Regions from separate parts of the Hordeum vulgare genome. Here region 2 is linked to region 1. Evidence: chromatin contacts called from public Hi-C data. All regions are on one chromosome and are shown on one strand. The core of a region is the stretch at or near the end of the contact, and the rest is flanking DNA. Distances in the headings are between cores, read along the strand shown. Region 1 has its middle 290 kb from the start of LOC123425706. Region 2 holds the start of LOC123425706 (vacuolar protein 8).

Evidence for each region. Hi-C and Micro-C count contacts between places; a contact is called where the count stands out from the background.
Region 2: a contact with region 1 is called in a Hi-C map of leaf, with 7 times the contacts expected there. The contact joins the promoter of LOC123425706 here to the enhancer-like site in region 1. A contact is called at or near these places in 5 of 6 Hi-C or Micro-C datasets (leaf and seedling) and 1 of 1 datasets of contacts at active chromatin or transcription factors (embryo).

What each region holds. Positions count from the first base shown.
Region 1 is chr2H:169,308,230-169,312,891 of MorexV3_pseudomolecules_assembly, reverse strand. No RefSeq gene overlaps it. Among protein-coding and RNA genes, the nearest start is that of LOC123425706, 290 kb to the left of the region's middle. Within about 2 kb of position 2,176, at least 3 of the 3 cell types and tissues checked have open chromatin away from gene starts, as enhancers often do. A contact at or near this core is called in leaf and seedling, where this site is marked.
Region 2 is chr2H:169,598,850-169,603,511 of MorexV3_pseudomolecules_assembly, reverse strand. It overlaps LOC123425706 (vacuolar protein 8), which reads right to left and starts at 2,201. Exons shown (of 2, transcript XM_045109419.1): 1 at 73-2,201. The coding sequence starts at 1,730.

The sequences.
Region 1 (4,662 bases), core at 927-3,426:
ATCTTTGTCAAACTCTAAATAAAACATATAAAAAGGCTTGTCTTTTTCGCACAAATACGGAGCCAGCAAATGGACAAAATCAAAGTTTACAGGTAGGAAGCAGATCGCAAAAGGAAAACGTGCCAATAAGTGCAGCAACTCGCAAACGAATACTCGTCTGTGACACAAACTAGCACCTCTTCCACCAGCGACTCGCTGTCAAAGAGTCGTTTATATTTATTGCGCCTGTTATGGTGCCAAAAGTGCCATATTTCTCTTCAAATAATCCTCCAGAATCGTAGAAGAAGACAGTGGAGAACGGGAGGGCCTTTGTCTCTAGCATGACAAAAGGGAAGTGACTATGTCTCGCTCCTAGCGAGACATAGGGAAATCCCTATTTGCAGGCGCCGGTTAAAGACCAATTTTCTTAACCGGCGCCTGCAGCCGCATTAATTGGACTGGTCCATTTAGCGGTTTTTGTTCCGTTTCCAAAAAGGCAGAAGAATATTGTGAGAGAGCGAGTCGAACTGCTGACTTGTTGTATCGAGACGCAATCTGATAACCATCACGGAAAACAGTATCTTCGGATATTTCTTTTACCTTTCTTGTTCTTTTCATTTCCCTTTTTCTTTCTTATTCTTCTTGGTTTTGACGAATTTCTTTATAAAGTTGATGTATCTTTTTATAACAGTTCATGAATTGTTTATCAAAATTCATTGTAATTTTTTCTTATTTGATGAAATTATTTCAATTTTGATGAACTTTTTAAAATTTGGTGAACAATTTTCAAATTTGATGTACTTTTTTCATATTCGATGAAATTATTTCAATTTTGATGAACTTTTTAAATTTCGGTGGACAATACTCAAATTTGATGAACTTCATTTCAAATTTGACGAAATTATTTCAATTATGATGAACTTTTTTAAGTTCGGTGTACAATTTCCAAATTCAATGTAGTTTTTTCATATTCGATGAAATTATTTCAATTTTGATGAACTTTTTCAAATTCGGTGAACAATATTCAAATTCCATGAACTTCTTTACAAATTTGATGAAATTATTTCAATTTTGATGAACTTTTTAAAATTCGGTGAACAATTTTAAAATTTGTTGTATTTTTTTCATATTCCATGGAATTATTTCAATTTTGATGAACTTTTTTAATTCGGTGAAAAATATTCAAATTCGATGAATTTCTTTTCAAATTCGATGAACTATTTTCAAATTTTATGAACTTTTTAAATTCGGTGAACAATTTTCAAATTCGATGTACTTTTTTCATATTTGATGAAATTATTTCAATTTTGATGAACTTTTCTAAATTCGGTGAACAATATTCAAATTTGATGAACTTCTTTTCAAACTCAATGAACTATTTTCAAATTTTATGAACTACTTAAGATTTTATGAAATTTTCTAAATTTGATGAACATTTTTCAAAAATACATTAGCTTCCGTTTCAAACTCGATGAACAATTTTTCAAATATGTTGAACTAATTTTAAAATTTATGAACTGTTTTCCAAATTTGATGAACTATTTTCAGAAATATGATGACCTATTTTAAAATTCGATGATCAATTTTGATGAAATATTTTCAAATATGGTGAACTTTTTTCAAATTCGATGAACTTTGTTTTTCGAATTCAATGAACTATTTTCAAATTTTATGAACTATTTTTGAAAATCCATTAACTTTTTCTAAAATTCAATGAACGTGTTTCAAATTTGCTAAACTGTTTTTCAAATTTGACAAAATTTCTCAAATTCGATGAACATTTTTATTTTCAAAATCTAAGAACTTTTATTCAAAATTTGATGATTTTGCAGGTTTGTGATATTTTCTTTCAAAATGAAGAACTTTTTTCAAAACAACGATTTTTCCCAAATAATTCAATTTCCTCTTAAGAGGTACAATAGACGAATGACTCTACGGAATAAAATAGTGCTGTGCCATTGATATTACGCATTTTCCGCTATTGAAAATCATCAAACGCTGCTAGCCTGAGTGGCTGGTTGCATTGTATGCGAACTAGATGTACCGATTTCGAAACATTCTGAAGAGACAAATAATTTGTGCGGTTTTAAAGCTTTCGCTTTTCTTCCCGTTTGGTGGGCCGGACCAGTCGCGTCATCTTGGAGCGCCAGGACCCTGAACGGGCGCCTGCAGCGCCGTTTAGGAGATCCCGAGACATAGCGCCAGCTCCAATCAGGCGCCACCCTAAATGGGCCAGTCCAGTGCGCGGGAGGCCACTACCCCGTTATTTATTTCTGTATATTTATTTAAAAAGTTTTTCATGTATTTAAAAAATGATAATTAAGCCATTGAAAAATTTCAATCGAATATATATTTTGACTTGGTTAATCAAGAATTTAAAGATATTAATTAATAATTTGAAAAATGTTAATCAAGCATGTGAAATATGTTAAATGTGTATAGAAAAATGTTTGACATATATAGAAATATATAACAATACAGTGTATATAAAATTGTGAACTACTTTGTATATAGAAATATTAACAATGTATAAAAAAATGGAGTATGTATTAAAGCATGATAACAATGTATAAAAAATGTTATTCTTCTATATGAAAGTTTACAATATCATTAAATAAAATTGAAAATCAAATAATATTTATTTTAAAAGGTTAACTTTGTATATAGAAATGTTGTTGACGTATAAAAATATGTATATTGTGTGTGAAAACCTGTCTATTGCCAATAACAAATGTTTGCTGAGCATTGAAAAATATTGTCCATGTATTTGATAAATATTAATCTTGTCTTTGAAAAATGTTAAGTTTCTTACAAAATGTATGAGACACAAAAAATTGTACAACGTGTCTCAAAAATTAGACATCAAAACAACCAAGTTTTCAAAAAAGTGATTATTATATATTTATAAAATGTTAAACAAGTATATAAAATATATTTTTGACTCATACTAAAAAAGTTGAATGTGTAATGATATTTGTTGACATGCTTTACAAGAAAGAAACCCGATGAAATAGGAAAAGAATCAAAGAAAAATGAAGGAACCCATTAAAAATTCAAAAATATATAATGGAAAATAAAGAAAATTAATGCAAACAAGAATGAAATCTGTGAAAATCAAGAAAGAAACAAAGAATAATGAAGAAAACTAATGAAGGCAAAAAATAAAAATGAAAATGAAAATGGAGAACATCGGAAAGATACAAATAAAAACACAGAAGAAGGAAAAGATTCAAAAATCCAGTGAAAGAACGGAAAGAAAGGAAGAAAACCAATGAAAAAACTACGAAAAGGGAAAAATGAAGAAACATGAAAAACAAATTTAGAGAAACTAAAAACCCGAAAGAAGCGAACAAGTCAACCCCAAGTGAGTGCGCGGTATGAAAAAATTCTAAGAATGGACCGATGAAGAACTATACGTCGAGGAAAAAGCTTCATGCGAGATGAGAGCTACGTGGGACCTCGTAAGCGCCGGCTAGGGGAACTGTGCACATGTGCCCGCCCGAGACGCCTCGTTCACTCGATCACAATTGATCGTTCACATTTGACCGGTTAACCGTTCAATTTGAAAGAATATGGGGGAAATCTGGGAAAACATAAAACAAATCTTGAATTTAAAATAATCACAAAATTTGAAAGAAAGATTATGAACTTGAAGAAAGTTCAGGAATTTGGAAAAAACAAGTCATACATTTTAAAAACAGTGCATTCAATTTGAAAAAAACAGTTCATTAAATTTGAAAAAAAGTTTATCACATATAAAAACAATCATAAATTTTAGGGATAACTGCATTTGTGCCCCTAGTTGGGTCACACTCGACTGATTTGCCCCTATTTTTTCAATAATTGCGGTTTTGCCCAGCTCACTTCACTAGCCTTGTGTTTTTGCCCTTCCGGCATGGTTCGGTCCAGTCATGTTTCGCCACGTGGTGACTGATAACTGGAAGGAACCGTGCCGGAAGGGCAAAAACACAAGGCGAGTGGAGTGAGCTGGGCAAAACCGCAATTATTGAAAAAATAGGGGCAAATCAGTCGAGCGTGACCCAACTAGGGGCACAAATGCAAATATCCCTAAATTTTAATAAGATCTAGGATTTTGGAAAAAGCTCATCGAATTTGCAAAATAAAAATCTAAATTAAAAAATCAACGATTTAAAAAAAATTCATTGATTTTGGAATTTTTTGATAAATTTTAGAAAAAGTTTATCATTTTTGAAACGAAGTTACCAAATTTTGAAATAATTTCATGTATTTCGGAAAAAAGATAATCATTTTTCTTAAAAAAATCACACATTTGAAAAGGTAGTTCGCGCATATAGCAAAAAAAGAAATAAAAGAGAAAGACATTTCACACATTTGAAAAGATAGTTCACGCGTTTCGCAAAAAAAGAAAACATTTCCAAGAGAAATAAAGAGGAAAAAAATAGAACAAGTCCGTTCCAAGAAAAAAAGAAAAAGAAAGAAGAAAAGGAAGGAAAAAGCTCTTAGTAAACACAAAAAGTTGAGGTAGTTGAGTGGTTGTGCAACGAGTAAGTAGAAGCAAGATCACCGGACCGAACTACTCTGCGAAGGAGAGGTTGTGCGTCCGATAGCGGAAATACAAGGAACGGGTGCTTAAGGCACTGATTATGAGGAAGCAACTAGTTAGGAAGCATTCGTGTGAATTTGGCGTGCTCTTAGGCACCC
Region 2 (4,662 bases), core at 952-3,451, 290 kb before region 1:
AATCTTGTTAGCATCAATGTATTCAGAAGTCGAGAATTTATCATGGGATCGTTTTAATAATGTTGTGATTACCTCACGTGCTCCGATGACATGATCTTCCTCCGGCCGGAGTTGCTGTCCGCCAGATGCACCAGTGTCGACAGCAAGAACCGCTTCGCCGGCGAGGGTTTCTCTTCGTCGGGGCCAAGCAGCTGCAGTATCTGCGCCACGTTGCGGTCATCCTGGACGAAGCGCTTCCGGTTGCGGTGCACGGACATCATGGCGCTGAGCGCCTCCGCCGCCATCTCCCTCGTCTCGAGGGATTTGGCCGCCTGGACGATGCCCACCAGCTCCGGCATGAACCCGGCGTCCCCCATTGCCTTCTTGGTCTCCTCCGACACGTGACACAGCCGGTGCGCCGCTTTTAAGGCGCAGTGCTGCAGCGTGGTGTCGCCATTGCGGAGGAAGAAGAGCACGCGGTTGAGGAAGACGGCGCCGATGAGCCGGTCGATCGAGTCCGGCGATGAGAAGCAGAGCGCGTCGATAGCGCGGAGCGCAACCTCCCGTGCCTTTGAGGAGCGCGGGATGCCCGGGTCCAGTGCGCGGACGAGGGACTCGGCGGTGCCTTCTTGGAGCACGACCTCCCTGGATGAGCTGTCTCCGGAGGCGATCGCCGCGAGGAGCTCCATTGCCTGGATTTGCGCCCCCTCCTCGGCGGGCCCCTGCAAGAGCGACACGAGCACCGGCACCGCCCCGGCGTCGGCCACCATGTACTTCCTTATCTCCTCGACGCCCACGAGGCTCTTCAGCACCCGGCACGCCGCGCATACGAGCTCGCCGCCGCTGGCACGGTGGTCCGAGCAGATGTTGACCAATGCCGTGACGCCGCCGTGCGCGGCGACGGCCCATGCGTTGTCGGCGTTCTCGGTGAGCTTGCTGAGCACCCGAGCCGCCCGCTCCTTCGCTGCCGGCCCGGCGCCCGTGTTAAGAACCCGGATCACCGGAGCGATGACGCCGCCGACGACCAGGTCGCCCTTGCAAGCGTCATGCCCGGCGATCACCGAGATGGCGTCCAGTGCCTCTTCTTGGATGCAAGCGTCTGGGGACTCGAGCAGCCCAACGAGAACCCCAATTCCGTCGGCGACGTCGGACACGACGAGCCGAACGCACTTGTCGTCGTCTCGCAGCACCTCGTTGAGCGCGGCGGCGGCCTCCCTCCGCATCTCCGCTCCGCCGACCCGGAGCCTGGCGAAGAGGTCGCGCACGTAGAACCGCACGTCCTCGCGGCTGGCGCCGGCGCACGGCCGCGGCACCACGAGCGCCCGCGCGCGCGTCAGCGAGCCCGAGGCGCATATCTCGTCCAGCCGCGCCAGGTGCGTGTCGAGCGTAGACGCGACGACGTCGAGGTCGCTCCGCAGCCGCAGCTTTCCGCCTCCGTAGTGCCGCCCCTGGCTCCGCGGCACCAGCTCCCGCGCCTCCCTCACCGCGTCAACGACGTCCCGCAGGAGGCCTTCGAACGCCTCGTGCCTCTCCCCGCCGTCGGAGGCCGCGATGACGGTGATGTCCGCGAGGCCGGCGTGGAGCCGGTTGAACCTGTCCCTGACGAGCTGCCACTTGAGCGGGAAGAGGGAGGCGGAGAAGGATGCAGATATGAGAGAGTTTATGGCGTCCAGTGCCGTCGCAAGCCTCCCCTGCTCGTCTTGCTCTGCTTCTTGGCTGCCCGCCTCGCCCGCCGCCGCAAATTCTCCCATTCTTCCGACGAGCTCAGCTCACGCACGGACCCTTACCACGTCGTCAATTCCTGCCGTTGCATCGAGCGAGCAAGAAAGGGACGAGGAGCCAGAGCAGGCGGTGGAGCCATTACTAGTTGTGGTATGCGGAGACGGCGGGGGAGTGTGACGACTGTGACTGCAAGGTGGTGGCTCAACTCTTGAAGGCAAGCTCTACTTCAAGGTAGTTAATGGAGTTTATGGAGGCGGAGGCGGGGCCGGTGGTGGGTCCCCCGGACGTGGGCGTAGCACGAGCACGACTGTCGATGCAGTCGGACTCTGGGGAGATGCTGCGTCTGTGCCCGCGTGAGGAGTGAGGATGAGGGCCTGGGGATTGGGGCGCTGTGGCGGAGAAGAAGCGAAGGACGATCGAAGGAAGGAATGTAAGTAGAGGCAGATGTCCGGGGGTCTACGAACTAGGATCGTGTGAGTTGCCCAGCGATGCTACACGTACAGTACGAAAATGTTCGAAGGTGCCCGAACCTCTTAACGTCAGATCACTAAACTAACCAATCATAAAAAAGGTGCCCGAACCTCTTAACGTCAGATCACTAAACTAACCAATCATAAAAAAAAATAGATTCACACGGATCCTTCAAACTTACCTCAAACGTACGGGTTGACCGACATTCCTCTTTTTCAGTCCAAATATAAGACGGATACGGAAAGAAGGGCACGCCCGCCTAGCCCGTACTGGCCCGCGTTGGTCCGTATCTATCCCACATATATTCGTTTTATGCGTTCGTCGGATCAAACCCTAGCCGTTTCACAACATTCCCCTCCACTCCCATCAGCCGTCCAAACTCACCTCTTGCATGGCGTCCGCACAACCGGTGGTTGGATCCGGTGTTGCTGGCTCACCAGAGGTGGTGCGGTCCGTCTGGCGTCTGAACGCCATGGCGGAAGCGCAGCCCCTTCGTTGGCGCATTGAGCATGCATCATATGGTCGAACTCGGACGAAATCATGGCGTAGCGTGCCCGCCGGGCGAGGCGGCTAGCACGGAATGCAGCGGAGGCCCTTGCGACGACACATGTTGGAGAGGCGGAGTCACTCTCTTCCGCGCCCCATATTGTGCACTAATGCGGTCGACGCAACCGCGTCGTGATGGACGTCGGCTCCTACGAGGAAGGATACGTCATCAACCTCACGTCGACTCGCACTGTCTGGGTTACGGGCTCCGACAAGGACCTATTGGATCACTAGAAGGGATATCTAGAGGAGGGATGAATAGACTATTTGACAAAATTAAAACCTAACATTTCCTCAATTTCAATGGTTGGCGGATTTTAGCAATTATAGCAAGTCAAGCACACCCTACATATGCAAACCTACGAGTATAACAGGGAATGTAAATACATGCACATGAAAGTAAGGAGTAGAGTTAGGAAGATCAAACGCAAGGATTGACACGATGGTTTTTGGCGTGGTTTCGATAAATGATGCTATCATACGTCCACGTTAATGGAGACTTCAATCCATAGAGGGTAACGACCGCGAGAGTCCACGGAGGGCTCAACCCACGAAGGGTCCACACAGAAGCAACCTTGTATATTCCGTCATGGCTTATGTCCACGAAGGACTAGCCTCACTCAGGGTAGATCTTCATGAAGTAGGCGATTTCCTTGCCCTTACAAACTTCTTGGTTCAACTCCACACGAAGTCGGAGGCTCCCAAGCGACACCAAACCAATCTAGGAGACACCACTCTCCAAAAGATAATAGATGTGGTAGTATGATGAACTCTTCGTTCTTGTGCTTTAAAAGATAGTCTCCTCAACACTCAATCACTCTCTCATTGATTTGGTTTGGGTAGAAGAGATTGATTGGGTGGAAAGCAACTTGGGGAGGATAGAAATCAAGATTCATATGTTAGGAATGGAATATCTTGATCTCAACACATGAGTAGGTGTCTCTCTCTTAGAAAAATGGATGGGGCAAGTGTTTGTTCATTCTGAGTGCTTCCTCTACGAATGAGGGGTTGCTGGAGGGGTATATATATATGCATCTCCAAAAATCCAACCGTTACAACATTATTGCACAACTCGATGAAACCGAAGTAAAATCTCGATGGCACCGACTAGTGCAAAATATGGCAACTTTAGGATTTTCGGTGAGATCGATATATGAATCTCAGAGGTTCCAATTTTGGATGGCTTAGGCAGTTACCAAACTCGGTGGCACTGATTTGCCAAACTCGGAAATTCTGATTTTAGAAAATGGGTAACCAGTGAGTTGGTGAGTGTTTTTCGGTCAGACCGAAACCAAACTTGGTGGAACCGAGATGCTAGGGTTTGGCATGGGTTCTGTCTAGGATAAAACTCAGTGGGGCCGATTTGGAAATGTTGGTGGCACGGAATTTGACTTTGTGGTTTGGACATAATATTTGTGGGAGAATTTCATGAGTATTTTTTGTGGCTAATCTCTAAGCACTTGGGCAACTAGATCATCATGGTCACCTCATACTCTTTTAATAGTATTGTCTTTCCTATGGACTCAAATGTGTTTTCTCACAAAATATAAAATATAGAGTCTTGAAGTTTGAAGCATGGCCAATCCTATTCCTTTAATTCCTTGGGGCTTCTCCTCACAATCCTTAGCCAATCCTGTGTGTGGACTATATCTGAAATACACTAGATAAGATATTAGTCCAAAAGTCAATGTATGTTGTCATGAATTATAAAAACCACCAAGGGAGTATATGTGCTTTCAATCTCCCCTTTTTGGTAATTGATGACAACATACAATGAAAGCTTCAAATAAAGATAGGCAGTAAAGTATGACAGCTTTGAAGGATACATGACTGATACAAGCTCCCCCTAAATGTGTGCCATCCCTTTAAAGGACAATTGCTTTGGAATGCATGGACACACACAAATTGTGAGAAGGGACATGAGGAGTCATCTATACCTTGGAT